2 separate regions of the Cyprinus carpio genome follow, and region 2 is linked to region 1. Evidence: chromatin contacts called from public Hi-C data. All regions are on one chromosome and are shown on one strand. Each heading gives the region's core, a stretch centred on a gene start, on an enhancer-like site or on the middle of the called end of the contact. The rest is flanking DNA. Distances are from core to core; before and after follow the strand shown. Region 1 overlaps LOC109106547 (serine/threonine-protein kinase LMTK2-like). Region 2 holds the start of LOC109096998 (parvalbumin beta-like).

Region 1 (7,157 bases), core at 3,070-5,569:
TTACGTACCTCGCACCCCCATCCAATCAGCTCTGGGGCAAGCCAGCGCAGTGCTACACATTGGTCATCCTCTGTGGTGATGTAATCCTCCTGGCAAGTTGGTCGTCTTTTGTGGTGTTGTAATCCTGGTGGGAAGAAAGAAGAAATATTGTTGCAATGGAAAGTGTTATATCATATCAAAAATCACCCCCCCATGCAGCTCACACAAAACTGAGTCTTTACAATTGGTCATCCTCTGTGGTGATGTTAATCGCCTTTGCAAGCAAAAATTTGATCGTGCCCTTACCTTAGAAGGGCCAATGCCATAATCTCCTACTTTGACAGTCAGGTCTGTTGTGAGATAGCAGTTCCTCAAAGCCAAATCACTATGAAGGAAGATAGGAGCATGACTTTAAAAAACATATTCACATTTAAATTAGTTCTCTCATAGTGTTATGTATTGACTATACTGCCTACATTAGCAATATTAAAATAACACATATAGATCTTATTAAAGTGGTGATGATTTAAATGAAGCATTTAATTTTAATAACTTGTAAGGTCAATTAATGGATGGATCATTCACAAAATCAATAACATGCATTTAGTGACTATGTACGGTTTGTGATTGGGAACCAATGCCACAAGATATAATAGATGGCATGTCAATTTTTACAAGAAAGCCTGAGATCCGGATTTTTTTCTCCTATTTACAACTAGCTTAAATTATCACTCCTAACTAAAATATGATTTGCAAGTTGTCGTCTCTTTTAAATTGGCCTTGAGCTAATGACCAGATACAAACCCACTGCAAAGTTGTCATCGTCTCTATCCACTATGTGTCCAATTAGTATAAGTGCATTCTGACAGTGTGAACACACAATTAAGTCGTGAGTGAGTCTGTTTTTTTGTTTGTTTTCCAACACCATGCCAGAGGTAATGAGTGAGTGTGTTTTGCAGTGTGGTTTGACCCAAAGGTTACTGTGAACAGACTAGCAGAAGTGTCCATGTTGCTTCATTTGATTTTTTAGATTTTTTATTTAATTTTTTTTTTTCTGGTGACGTCAGTGAAAATCCTGGCAGGACAAGTACAAATCTGAGCTACAGGTTACTTGTTGAGCCCTGCTCGGCAGGGCAACAAAAACACTAATGCTGGAGCTTTTCCCAACCCACTTGCACAATAACAGAATATTGTTCCCAAAGGGGAACAATATGCCTACTGAGGCAGTAAGTGGGACAGAAGGACATATGGTGTCTCATTCAGACTGAGCTCTTGAACATGCCAGCTCTGATTTAAGCTTTGCCCATCTTTTCTGAGCAGTGTCTCTTTTACACCCTCTCTCGGGAAACCGCTGACACTAGCAGTGTGCTCACACTGCACAGGACTACTGTCATGCTCACTGAAACCACTGCAAGATAAATGGACAGATATTTTAGACGCTGCACTCTGGCCTTGGCAAAAGGGGCAAATACAGTAGTGTTGGCGGGTCACTGAGAGGCAGAGCTGTGCTTTTGGCCATACATGGAAAATTCACAGGGTTATTCTCCTTAACTAAAACTAAAACCATTAAAAATGTTTCTGTTACTTGAAATAAATGTTAACTGAAATAAAATAATTTTAATCTAGTTGCCAAAGTAACATTTCTCCTTTTCATTTCGTTTAAGCATTAAAATAACAAAAAATAAATAAACTAATAAATAAAAAATTATAAAAATTACATGAACATATATAAAAAAAGGCAAACCACAACAGAATTACTAAAACTTTGACTAAAATTACGGTTAAAACAAAAAATATAAAATCTTATTAGAAATACTGACAAACTATACTATTAGACATATAAAGTAGATACTATTGTAGCATTGGTACTAAAATAACACTGGTGCCAATAAGAAAAACACAAGAAATAAGCTAAGAAAAATTAATAGTAAAGAAAAAAGCTAAATCTATATGCATAATAAAAAATTATATATGTAGCACAAATTAAGCACAAATTATCAATGTCCAAGCACAATGAAAAAGGGAGAACATTTCCAACTTTGGCACAAGAATACAGTTATTATCTAATGGTTACGGCAATGCTTCAACTATACTGTAGCATCTCCTGTTGATGTAATTTGATTTGGTGTGTGATTGTGCTCAGAATGTCAATATCCATGTCCCAAATCGTTCCAAAGTATAGTTTCCCAAAGTTTTGAACCAACAGCACTGACTTTTTTTTTTTTTTTTTTTTTGACGTTTATTCAACACTGACTTTTTCAATTAAATCAGAAAACTGAAATTTGCCAGACCTTAGGGGATCGGAGGTAAAATTTGTTCCTGCTAATACAGTTCTGGAGTTATTAGTAAAACATTCTTATTATAGTGCCACCTGATGTTGAGTGGGTGTCTGTGCACTTGCCTGAGTAGAGGGTGAGATTTGGTGTCACTCCACCAAAGTGAACTTTACTGGAGTCTGAACTTTACTGTTCTGATGCCCAGTTACTTCAATCATAAAAATAAAAATATCTCACCAAAATCTAAAGTGCTCCTTTGGTTCTCCTCTGATGCTCAGACCCCATGAATTAACCAATGAGGGTTCAACACCCCTTTGTGCGCATAAGCGATCTAAAAAAGTTGCATTTGCACATGCAATTGGCTAAAAAGATGTCACTGCTCTTTGGGCTTCGCACCATTCCAGACAGCTAAACCAGCTCATGTAGATGTCCACAGTGGGAGTGTCAAACAGCGTTTGGCAGGAAATCAACTCTGAATTCAAAAATCTAGGAGCTCAAGTATTTTCATGACAGCCACAACAACAGCATGGAATCTCCATGCCTCCTTTGGAGTTGAAGGCCAGATAACCCCGCCCACCCCCTGCGCCCCATTCGGGGGGATCCTCTTACGCTAAAACCACAGAATCATCATATCTCAGCGGCGGTGGACAGCCAACACCCCATAATCCAGGGGAGCTGTGCAATCGGACACCTTTCAGCATATTCTGAGCATGAGGGAGGGTACAGACGCGCTCAGCATGGCAAGACACCCTAGATAACTCAGCCTTCCTCCAGAAGACTGGAAGGGGAAGAATGAAAGTGCAACGTTGCCTTTCACAGCACCGTGGCCTTTTTTGGAAAAAAGAGGCCAGCCAGTGCAGAGGCAGAAAGGCTGAACAAAAACACACACGTGCAGCTGCATTGGACGCATTCGGATTGATGCCATGAGTTGCTTTAAACACGATTGTGTGATGTTTGCATAAGGGTTAAGCAATGTCAAACCAATGAGAAATGAAATGGAAATGTAATGTATGTGCCTCTTTGAGATGTAAATTGAAGTGAAGGTCATATTTGCATGGTTAACCTGTGCAGGAAGTTGTGCTTGTGCATGTGGGTGACCCCAGCAGCGATCTCGCAGGCCATTTTCTGCAGCTGTAGCAGTTCTCCATTCCTGTACAGCCATTCATGCTTAGAAACGTAACTCTTCAGGTCCCCTGACACAAAAACACAAACACAAGGGCAAGAGTTACAGGACATTCATGACTCAAACACACTCAATTACATTTAACGACCACAGAATCAAACAATCTGCTGAATATAAGCATCTTGGGAAGCAGATATCACAGCACTCAGATTTAAATGATCAAGTTTGTTTGAAGGCTATATTTTCAGCCAGTGTGTGAAAGGTAACTTGGGGCGGCAGCCACAGAGGGGCAGTATTCTCTCTCTGTACAGATGCTGTTCTGCTGCATGGGCAACTCAACCAAATAAGGGAAAGGTGGTTTAATAGAGACTACTATATGCTGTGTCACTGTAATTTAAAAATAAAAAAGCAGCAGTAAGACAGTGCGGGCAAATCAGGGCTGTTCAGCTCTGTTGGGTTTCTGGGCCAGAGACTACAGGCCAGTTGGACTCTAAAATAAGTTGGAGTGTCCAGTAAATTTTATGCTGTTAGTGGTGTTTTTAAAAAGTCACTCACTTGATTTAATTTGTTCTGTTCTGTTTTGCTTTTTGATTTTTCCTTTTTGTTTTGATTTTTTCTGTTTTTTTTTTTTTACTGTGCTGTGTTTTGATTTGTTTTGTTTGTTTTGCTTTGATTCGCTTTTTTCTATTTGCTTTGATTTTCTTGGTTGTGCTTTGATTTTTTTTTTTTTTTTTTTTTTTTTGATTTTTTTTTTTTTTTTTTTTTTATTTTTGTTTTGTTATAAGCTTTGGCTTATAACCATACATCAATAAACAAATATATATTAACTAGTCAGATGAATCATTTAACCGTTTTAACAATTTTAAGTCTACTCGCTCAACGGCTGAGTATTATTACACAAGTCACAGAGGACGTAGACACTGGTCTGGAGAGGATCCGGATATCTCAGACTCCTAGCGACACAGTGCAAAGTACTCCCTTTGGAATGCTGCGGGAGAAAAGAGCGGTACAGCTGGCAGCCATGTAATATATGATTAACTTTCTGTGAAATTAGTCAACCTGTAAAGCAAGCAAGCTGGTAACGGAGCTTTGTTTGCACAGAACATAAAGCTAGGCAAACCGTTTTGCCTTTCATCTATCCATTTTTAAAAATGATTCTTCTTTGGTTATAATGACCACTCTATGATGACACGATTAAAAGCGTATCTGAGTTACTAAACGTTCACCCAAAAGGAGGCAAATTTTCTAAAAATCCAAAGAGGAAAAAAAACGAAAAATTATATTTTGCCAAGTGAAACTGATACCTATTTTTAGTATGATTTAGCTTGTTGCACATATGATATGACAACATTATTATTACTGTATTTTACTTTTAACATTTCTTTGTAATTCCCATTATTCTCATTGGTGATTAACATTAAATTCTGAGAAAAAAAAAAACAAACTAACTAATTTTTAGGGATGAATGTGAAAGAAAGCAAGCAAATATTCTAATTTCTTTCTTTTGGTTTTGGGTGATATATGGCTTACGGATAATACTGATACATTTCTTTTTTTTTTCCTAAAGTCATTTCAAGTGCACAGCACTGAGAAACATACGATTACTTTTAGATCTCAGTAAATCTTACCAGGGGCTTGGTCTGCCTTTAAACATAAACACGCATACACTTAGTGCAGCTCCCTAAAGAAAGCCTTTACAGGAGAGACTGTCACTCAATCAGAGAGCAACTGGCATTCTGCAAACTAGCTCCAATTGCACCCTGCAGCTATATTTCTCTCTAAAATGCACTGTGTCAGGGTTACCAGCGGTTACCAGCGAAACACAAAGAAAATCAGCCATCCAAATGCGCTTCCCTACACCTCGGAAGAGTGACATGTTGAGCATATATTTTAATATAAGGGAAAATATGAAAATCACAGTGATGGGACATACAGTGTTAAAAAAAGAACTTCCTCCTCTGCACCTTACAAACTGGAAATCAGTAGAGCAGCAGCTGACTCTCATTATGAGAGATGGTGCAGTATGTTCAGAATGGAATACTAGCGTGCTTCTTACTGCATACCTGTATAAATACACTACTGTTCAAAAGATTAGGGTTGGCAAGAGTTTTGTAAAATAAATTAATATTTTTATCCAGTAAGGAAGCACTAAATTTATCAGCAAAGACAGTAATGACAGTAAGAAATTATGTTTCAAAAATTTAGATTTTAAAAAAATGTTGTTCTTTTGAACTTACTATTCATTAAAGAATCCTGTTAATTAAATGCACCCGGGTTTCCACAAAACTATTAAGCAGCACAACACAGATAATTATAAGAACCTAACAAAAATAATGTTTCTTTTGCAGCAAATCAGCATATTAGAATGATTTCTTAATGATCATGTGACACTGAAAATGTATGTATAGGGTGATTTTTTTTTGTTTTTGTGATAATGTTATTGTTTGTTTTACTTTATTTTGGTAATATTGTTATGTTTTTAATTAGCCAAATGAGATCCATTATCTTGGAAATATTGTTATATTTGTCAGTCTGAGTCAAGAAAGAGACAGAAATGTGAGGTTCAAAAGAGAAAACGTGGTTGTAAACACACTGAATTCTGATCTTGTTATATACTGCAGATTTTGACAAACATAGTAGGTCAAAAAACTGCACTGTCCACAGTAAACATACTACACTCTGGAAAATAATACTAGTAGTATGCTATTCTGAATACAACCAATGACTACCTCAACCAAACCTCTCAATATGAATACTCATCCCACACAAACTGGTCTGGGATGAATCGAGCCAGAACTGTGCAGTGAAAAGCTGTCTTTAAAATGCCCAAGCTTCTCCATTATTCTTCTTAGATGGGATTTTGTAGGACCGTACAACTAAACAGCTCTGTGTCTCAGCCTCTAGGTTCGTGTGAAGCTACACTCGGGAAGGAACAGCTTGGGTCGAAACCCGAGCCGTAACACCAGCTAAGGAAACGGCCCAGACTGCATTACGCAACAGTGGGCTGCAGTGAGCTCATTCTGTCTCTCTGGAGACGGGCGGTGTGGCTCGAAGCCATCCACCTGCTCAGGCCCAGAGGATCCCAGACCACAGACATCGTTCCTAACAACTGGTCAGGTGTGCAGAATGTTCCTAACCACTACCGCTGTGGGATCAACTAATTACAGAACGAGAGTGGAGTCAACCTCAGCAGAAACTGAAAGGAATTAGAGAATATTGCCTCAGATGGTTTAGTTAGTTTGTGCAAACGCTGAGCAGTGAACTGGCATGTCTCAGTGTTATTATGCTTCTGCAGATTAACAGACAGTAACAAGACTCCATCGTTGTGGTCAACATGCACGTAAAACCATTGGCAAGGAAGTCATTAGATGATGCCATATGTTTTTGTTTGTTTCACTTTGCACTAGCACATTTGAGACTTGCAAGCACACAGTGTGTCTTTATTGCAACACTTTAGTATTTATAAAAGCATTTGATATGTAACTTCATGCAGATTATATTATTATAGTTAAATAAAACTAAAACTGAAACCATAAAGTTTGTTACTTGAAAAAACATAAACGTTAACTGAAATAAAATAAAAACTATTTCCAAAGAAAACTTTTCTCATTTTCACTTTGTTTAACTTCTACTACTAAAACTACTAATATTAAAATGATTAAAACTTAAATAAAAAAAATAATTGAAAACTATATTGACATACTGAAACATAACTAATTAAAATGACAAACAGCACTGAAATTACTGAAACAAAATTATGAGAAAAAAAAAAACTACAA
Region 2 (6,812 bases), core at 444-2,943, 34 kb after region 1:
ATACCAAGGAACCAGAACTCACGACAGCTCACACCTTTCTCAGCCGAACTTTTTTATATGATCTAATTTATGACTGACTTTGGACAGTTGACTCAGTTTTGTGTCTGGATGAGGGTACTGTTTGTGTTAGTTGGATGTTGTATTTCAAGCCCATTGGCTTGTGCACATGTACAATCTTGAATGCACTTCTGGGGAAGAGTGAAAAACGAGGAATAAATATAGTTTTGGTGTAACATGTCTTTGAAGCAGAGTCTTTTGGGTTTCGACCGGATGTCCTCCCGCCGGGCGGCTCTCATGATAATGCACTCTTAGTCAGGGATGTCCTGCAGGCCGCTCTTGGCACGAGGCTGGCCGAGGGAAGGCCTGGAGATATGCTGAGATGCACTGGAAGGGATTTGCAGAGGATAGTTTTCGCATGCCCAATTAGAGTCCATGGCAGCTTCTTGAATGCTCAGAATAGCTCATCGAACACTCAAACAAAGCGACAGCCAAGCTCAGTCTTCCAAAACCCATTAAACGCCCTGCGATGGGCACGACTTCATTAGAGCAACTGGCAATGCTCTTGCAATGATGTGCTGTTAACCATAATGGTGAATCAAACTGTTTACATTCTTAATTAGACATTTAAATCCTTTAGCTTTTATACAACTTATAGAATTATCCTTAATTCTATATTAGAGTGACCATTTGTCCTCCAGGATTTCAAAATGGACTAAAATTGCCAAATTTTATATCTCTGCAGTCCCCATACATGCTCGTATTTGCGTTGCTTTGACCTTTCTCTGTAGATCCCGCCTTCTTGCACACGATTGGTCGCTTATGTGCAATACCTGCGCGCTATTGGCCAAACTGCTTGTCAGTCATTTTTCCATCAGAACGTTTGAAAACGACAGGAAAACAAAGCCGAAACCCGGACATTTTAGTCTACTTAGAAATGCTAAAAAGAGTATGTGTCGAATATAAAACAACTTTCAGTTTAATCTTTCGACGGTGTAGAACAAGTAGAAGAGTTTCTGACTGTAAAACCAGCCATAGCTGGATGAACTCTGCTGCTCTCTGCTGCTTGAACGCTGTATGCAACTGTCAAGAGTGAACTAATAGTAACACGCTTTATAATAAACTGTGCACATTCACAAAAATAGCTTAAGAGAGGCTAATATGCTCCTTTTTGATAAGTTCAATGGAAAAAAGTTTCAAGCATATATTAATTTAGCAACTTTATATCAGTACAGTTCAAGTTCAAGATTAACATATCATAAATTCAAGTAGGCTAATGAACATATAATGCTAATAAATGAAGAACGGAGTTAACCAAAACAGATTTTTTTATTACCCTTTTTCATACAAAAAACAGAAATCAGAACATTTTTAATGTTCTGCAAGCACAAACAAAAACCTCATGCAAACTATCACAACTGAATGAACAAATATGCATTTTACATGGAACTAATAACAATATAACCAGAAATATAAGCAAACACAACCGGAGAGTCCATACCCAGAGCACTAACAGAAATCCCCCTTTGAAAAGTGTCCCGAATGTCTCCCTTCATATAACCCGGTGAGCAAGTGTCCATAGGAATATGTCCATGCACTATCAGCAGCGTGTATTATTAGCATGCGAGTATATGATGGACTTTTTTTCAAATGCACCTTTTAAGCATCTTCATTTTTGAAGATAAATATAGTACAGAGGGCGCATGTCAACTGGCCCCTCGGCCGGCGGGTGTCTATTACATTACGATTCATATTTGGAGTCGCTGAAGGTATATAAGGGGGAGATCGGGGCCCGGAGATCACTGCAGTTCACAGCTCGAGTCTTCTGAAACTACCTTCAGCACCAAAAGACAAAAGAGGTGAGTTTGCACGGCGGACCCAGTCTATCTCTCAAGAGGAAAAGAAAAAAAACTGGATCCAGTTAGTTCCGGAGCAGTCAATAATGGAAATTAAAACCTTTTGCATCTTAAATTTTCTCTTCATTTTGAGGATTTTGTATTTATTTATTTATTTATTTCGCCTGCTGGTGGTCACACACACACCACCGGACTCTTTGGGATTTAACACCCTCGTAACTCATATCTACATTTGACACGCTTCCCTTTTCGCAGTTTGTATGCGATTTGCATGCTTGATGGCATGAAACAAATGAAATGTGATTAGATTAAGCCTTGTATTTAGAGGAGACAAACTGCACTAAATGCATATGAGCTTTCGGAAATCAATCAATGAAAGTTGTGTGTAATATTTCCTGTTTTAACATCCATTTAGCTAAAGATGGCCTTCGCCGGAGTCCTGAACGACGCTGACATCACTGCAGCACTGGAGGCATGCAAGGGTGAGAGAAAGCACGAAAGCAACACACCGTCCTCTATCAAAAATAAGAGATGCCACAGCGATGTCATAGAAGAGCCATTCAGTCAAAGGTTCTTTAAAGAATCTGAAGAACCTTCTTTTGCCACAGAATGGTTCTTTATGGAACCGTTTAGACAAAAAAGGTTCTTTTATGGCATCGTGAAGCACCTTGATCTTTAAGAGTGTGTATTTATCAGGCTCCTGTGTTTCCCACACAGCTGCTGACTCCTTCAACCACAAGACTTTCTTCGCCAAGGTCGGTCTGACCAGCAAGTCTGCTGATGATGTGAAGAAGGCTTTCGCAATCATTGATCAGGACAAGAGTGGCTTCATTGAGGAGGATGAACTGAAGTAAGGGCAAACAAATCCTTTTTTTTAAAATACTAAAACTGGATTGGCTTCTCAAGCTGTTCTGACAAACTGTGCGTTTGCAGACTGTTCCTGCAGAACTTCAAGGCTGGGGCCAGGGCACTGACTGACGGCGAGACCAAGACTTTCCTGAAGGCTGGAGATTCTGATGGTGACGGCAAGATCGGAGTTGATGGTCAGTCACATTCACTCGTCTGCACTGAAAAATAGAAATAACAAATGCACCTCACTATGCTTCCCATGCACTGCTGATGAGATCAAATGCATACTATTTTAACTAAAACACACACACAAAAAAGTGATTTTAACATGTTGATTGTTTCTTTCTGACAGAGTTCACTGCCTTGGTTAAGGCATAAATTGCTTCTGACCAACAACACCTCTTGCTCTGAAGGAACAACTTTGCCCAAGACCTCCCATTTTCATCTTACTATAAATAATTTTTATACTCATGATGCTTATGAGAAGTTTCCTCCCATGCAGCACACTGTCAAAACGATGACTGTGAATGTAGCGGTTGTGTCTCCTGTCTTAAATATGAATTTTGCATACTGTAAAATCTGATGCACTTTTACGGGAACGGACGATACGAAAAGAATAAATATTCTTTTTCAGTATAGACCTCTTTTCATTTCTTCTTGTAAATCTGCTCTGCACTCCAGCTGTATGCAGAAAGTTTATAACCACATTTCCATTTCAGGAAATAAAATAAAATAAAAATATTTGATGGATTATTTGGGATCATGCATTCATTCAGTGTTACTGCAAATGTGAAACACCTTGACTCACGTTTATATTCACAAACATTATAATCACTCACTTACAAGCCAAAGCCTAGCCTATCTGTTCACATAAAATTATTTAACTTAATTTAAAATAGCTGTTTTATAGTTTTTAACGAATTTTATATTTTTATTCAGCAAGGATGCATTAAAATTAATCAAAAATGACAGTAGAGACATTTATAAGAAACTATTACAAAGATTGTAATTACTCACCAACAAGCTGATCGATTTTGATCTGTTCAAATACACAAATAAACAAACGTCTATGTTTAAGCTCAACTCTTCCACTAGATGGCGTTACTTTACAATGACTGAATGGATAGTAAAAGCAGATATTTAGAATAAGTGTACGCCCAAGATAATTATTATTGTAAAAAACTATATTGCACACATTTTTACTTACTTTTTAAAATTCAAAAATGGCTTTTAGCATCTACACTGAAAACAGCAGCACCCTTAAAGAGACCTATTTGTACCTCTAAAAGGTGCATATTAGTACTTTAGAGTAGTAATGTGTATCTTTAAGCTACTACTGTAAACCTTTTAGGGATACAGTGATGCTCCTTAAATAGTACTGCAGTTGTACTTGTTCTTCCTGCTGAAATAGCATGCTAGTCTAGTTAGAGTCTGACACACTAAAACTAAAAGTAGCTGAGGGTTGTCAAAAGAGACACCTTAGTAGAGATCGATGTAGTGTAACTTAGTGCTTGCAGAGAATATAAGCAAACGTAAATGAATAAATGATTGCTCAGTAACCGTATAGGACATGAGGTATCATCCTGGCCCATGACATCAGTGCTGCAGGGTAAGTAGCACCTCTGTATCCGGTGTCCTTGTCAGCCTCAGGCTCTTGGGTTTCTCTCTGTGCAGCATCACGCTGGGTTATCCCACGCATGGAGTGTCCCAAAACATGTCACAGCAAACGTCTCTTCCTAATGAATTTAAATGGGCCATGTGCGCCCTGCAACTCAATAGGCATTAACGCAGTCTTTTGTGATGCACTCAAACATGACTGTCAATGTAAATGCTTATAGAAGTTGATACTAGCAGGTGCACCGTGTGCAAAACTGACGTACTTGCTATAATAATGACAGATGCATTAGTAAAACAAATGAAAAATCCTCACATAAAATGTACTATTTACTGATCAACAGGATGTAAAAGCACAGCTGATATGAAACACGCTACCTTTAAAGGTTTGGTGTCTGTAAGAAGTAAAAAAACAAACAGACAATACCTTTATGATGACCTTTATAATGAATGAAAATGAATGTACATGTATTATAAACTATTAAGAAACTATTTCAAAGATTACTCACCAACAAGCCAATATTCACCCTTGTTCAAATAAATAAATAAATTAGTACTGTCAAACGATTAATCGCATCCAAAATAAAAGTTTTTGTTTACATAATATACAGTATGTGCTTATACTGTGTATATTTACTATGTAAGCTATATATAAATACAAACACATGCATGCAAATATTTAAGAAAAACATTATTTTTCTATATTAAATATATTTATATGTAATATAAAATATAAGAATATAAATGTATATACAGGTAAATATTTTCAAAATATATACTGTGTGTGTGTGTATTTATAAATACATAATAAATATACACAGTACACATATATTATGTAAACAAAAACTTTTATTTTGGATGTGATTAAGCGCGTTTTTTGGTTTGAATTGATCTATTATAAATGAATAAATTTTGTGATTAGATTTTTATGTTTGCCTTTTATGTTTTTATTTGATGTATTTGTTTGATTTAATTTTGTGAAATATTATTACGATATTAAATAACTGTTTTCTATTTAAATGTTTTAAAATGTACTTTATTCCTGTGATGCAAAGCTGAATTTTCAGCATCAGTGTCACGTGATCCTTTAGAAATCATTCTAATGTGCTGATTTGCTGCTCAACAACCATTTCTTATTATCAATGTTGAAAACAGTTGTGCTGCTTCATATTTGTGTTGAAATCGTGATAAATTTTTTCAAGATTCTTTGATGAATATAAATATTTTGTAACATTATAATGTAATTTTGATCAATTTAATGCTCCAAATAAAATTAGTCTACTGATTTCTTTAAAAAAAAAAATTTTTATGTTAAAGTATTATGAATTTTGTATAGTTACAGTATTATGCTTGATGTTTTTACTTTCAGAGAAAATGTATTTATTTAAAAATGAATGCACATGATGCAAATATGCAAGCTGTCATTAAAACATCCATGCAGTGACACCTAAACCAATACTGTTTCATATTTTTCTGTTTATAGCCTTTAAAGCATGAAAAGTCAAATCAATATCTGTGTCGACACAGACACTTGAAGAAAAACTGTCAGTGTATCTGTTACACACGTATGAAGGATGCGCTGTCTGTAACCCCATCGCACCGATGGAAACAACACCTCAAATTAATTGTAACAAAGGATTTGGTGACAAAAAGTTAGGCAGTGTCTGTTTTTTTTTCTTTTCCTGCACTTGAAACCATAAAGTACTGACATATTGCACCCTCTTACATAATATATGCGTATAGCGGGTGCATTTTAAACATTGATTACAGTGTGCTATTGGGCACCACTCAAAAGGTGACCTTGTATCCCTGAATCAGCGGAGGAAAAATGACAGCTCGCTGTTTCTCTGCCTATGGAGGGTGAAATGAGAAGGATAAACTCTCTATAACAACACAAACTGTCCACAGCTATATCTATGAATTAGTTTTGCATCTAATGACTAGTGTATTACGGGGTCCCATCTGTTCATAAAGACAATATAGAGGAAGTCATAAATCCAAAAAAATCTAAAATCCAGTGCAGATTATGGGATTTATAAGAAGCAATAAATTAAAGCAAACACAAGGTGGTTTTCTAGCATTCTAGAGTGTCCCCACCTCTCAATAGAAATGCAATATAAAAGCGTTTATATAATATTCTAATGAGGAATTTAGAATGACCTCATGTAAAGCAGAAGGGAAAGAGGGAGGGACGGACTGACCAACCTGAGAGGAGGATCGGATGTACAGTACGTGAGAGAGGTGAACGAGTGTGAGGGCTTTTGTGATGTGTGTGTTATGAAAAAGGATGGGAGGGACGTGACAGCAAAGCATTTATTACTTAATTTGCCTTTTACAAGGGCGTCACAGATGTCTGAGGGCTGGCCCACACACACACACACACACAAGTCAAACAGATATAAATAGTACAGGTTAATTAGTTAGGTAAGTAATTTGAGCCAGGGCCTGGCAGTTAGAATTTGATCCACAGACAGGTAACTCAAGAATTACCCATTG

Evidence for each region. A called contact is a pair of places that touch in the nucleus more often than the background predicts.
Region 2: a Hi-C map of skeletal muscle shows a contact between it and region 1, with 2.5 times the contacts expected there. The contact joins the promoter of LOC109096998 here to the enhancer-like site in region 1. A contact is called at or near these places in 4 of 8 Hi-C or Micro-C datasets (liver and skeletal muscle).

The regions. Positions count from the first base shown.
Region 1 is chrB3:33,103,807-33,110,963 of ASM1834038v1, forward strand. It overlaps LOC109106547 (serine/threonine-protein kinase LMTK2-like), which reads right to left. Exons shown (of 13, transcript XM_042721407.1): 7 at 3,319-3,449; 8 at 286-364. Among protein-coding and RNA genes, the nearest start is that of LOC109096491, 22 kb to the right of the region's middle. Within about 2 kb of position 4,320, at least 1 of the 8 cell types and tissues checked has an H3K27ac peak or open chromatin away from gene starts, as enhancers often do. A contact at or near this core is called in skeletal muscle, where this site is marked.
Region 2 is chrB3:33,140,547-33,147,358 of ASM1834038v1, forward strand. LOC109096998 (parvalbumin beta-like) reads left to right here and starts at 1,694. Exons shown (of 5, transcript XM_019110691.2): 1 at 1,694-1,856; 2 at 2,269-2,335; 3 at 2,571-2,703; 4 at 2,787-2,896; 5 at 3,055-3,455. The coding sequence starts at 2,275. The coding sequence ends at 3,080. It overlaps LOC109096999 (parvalbumin beta-like), which reads left to right. Exons shown (of 5, transcript XM_019110692.2): 5 at 1-233. LOC109097136 (parvalbumin, thymic CPV3-like) reads left to right here and starts at 6,751. Exons shown (of 5, transcript XM_019110807.2): 1 at 6,751-6,812.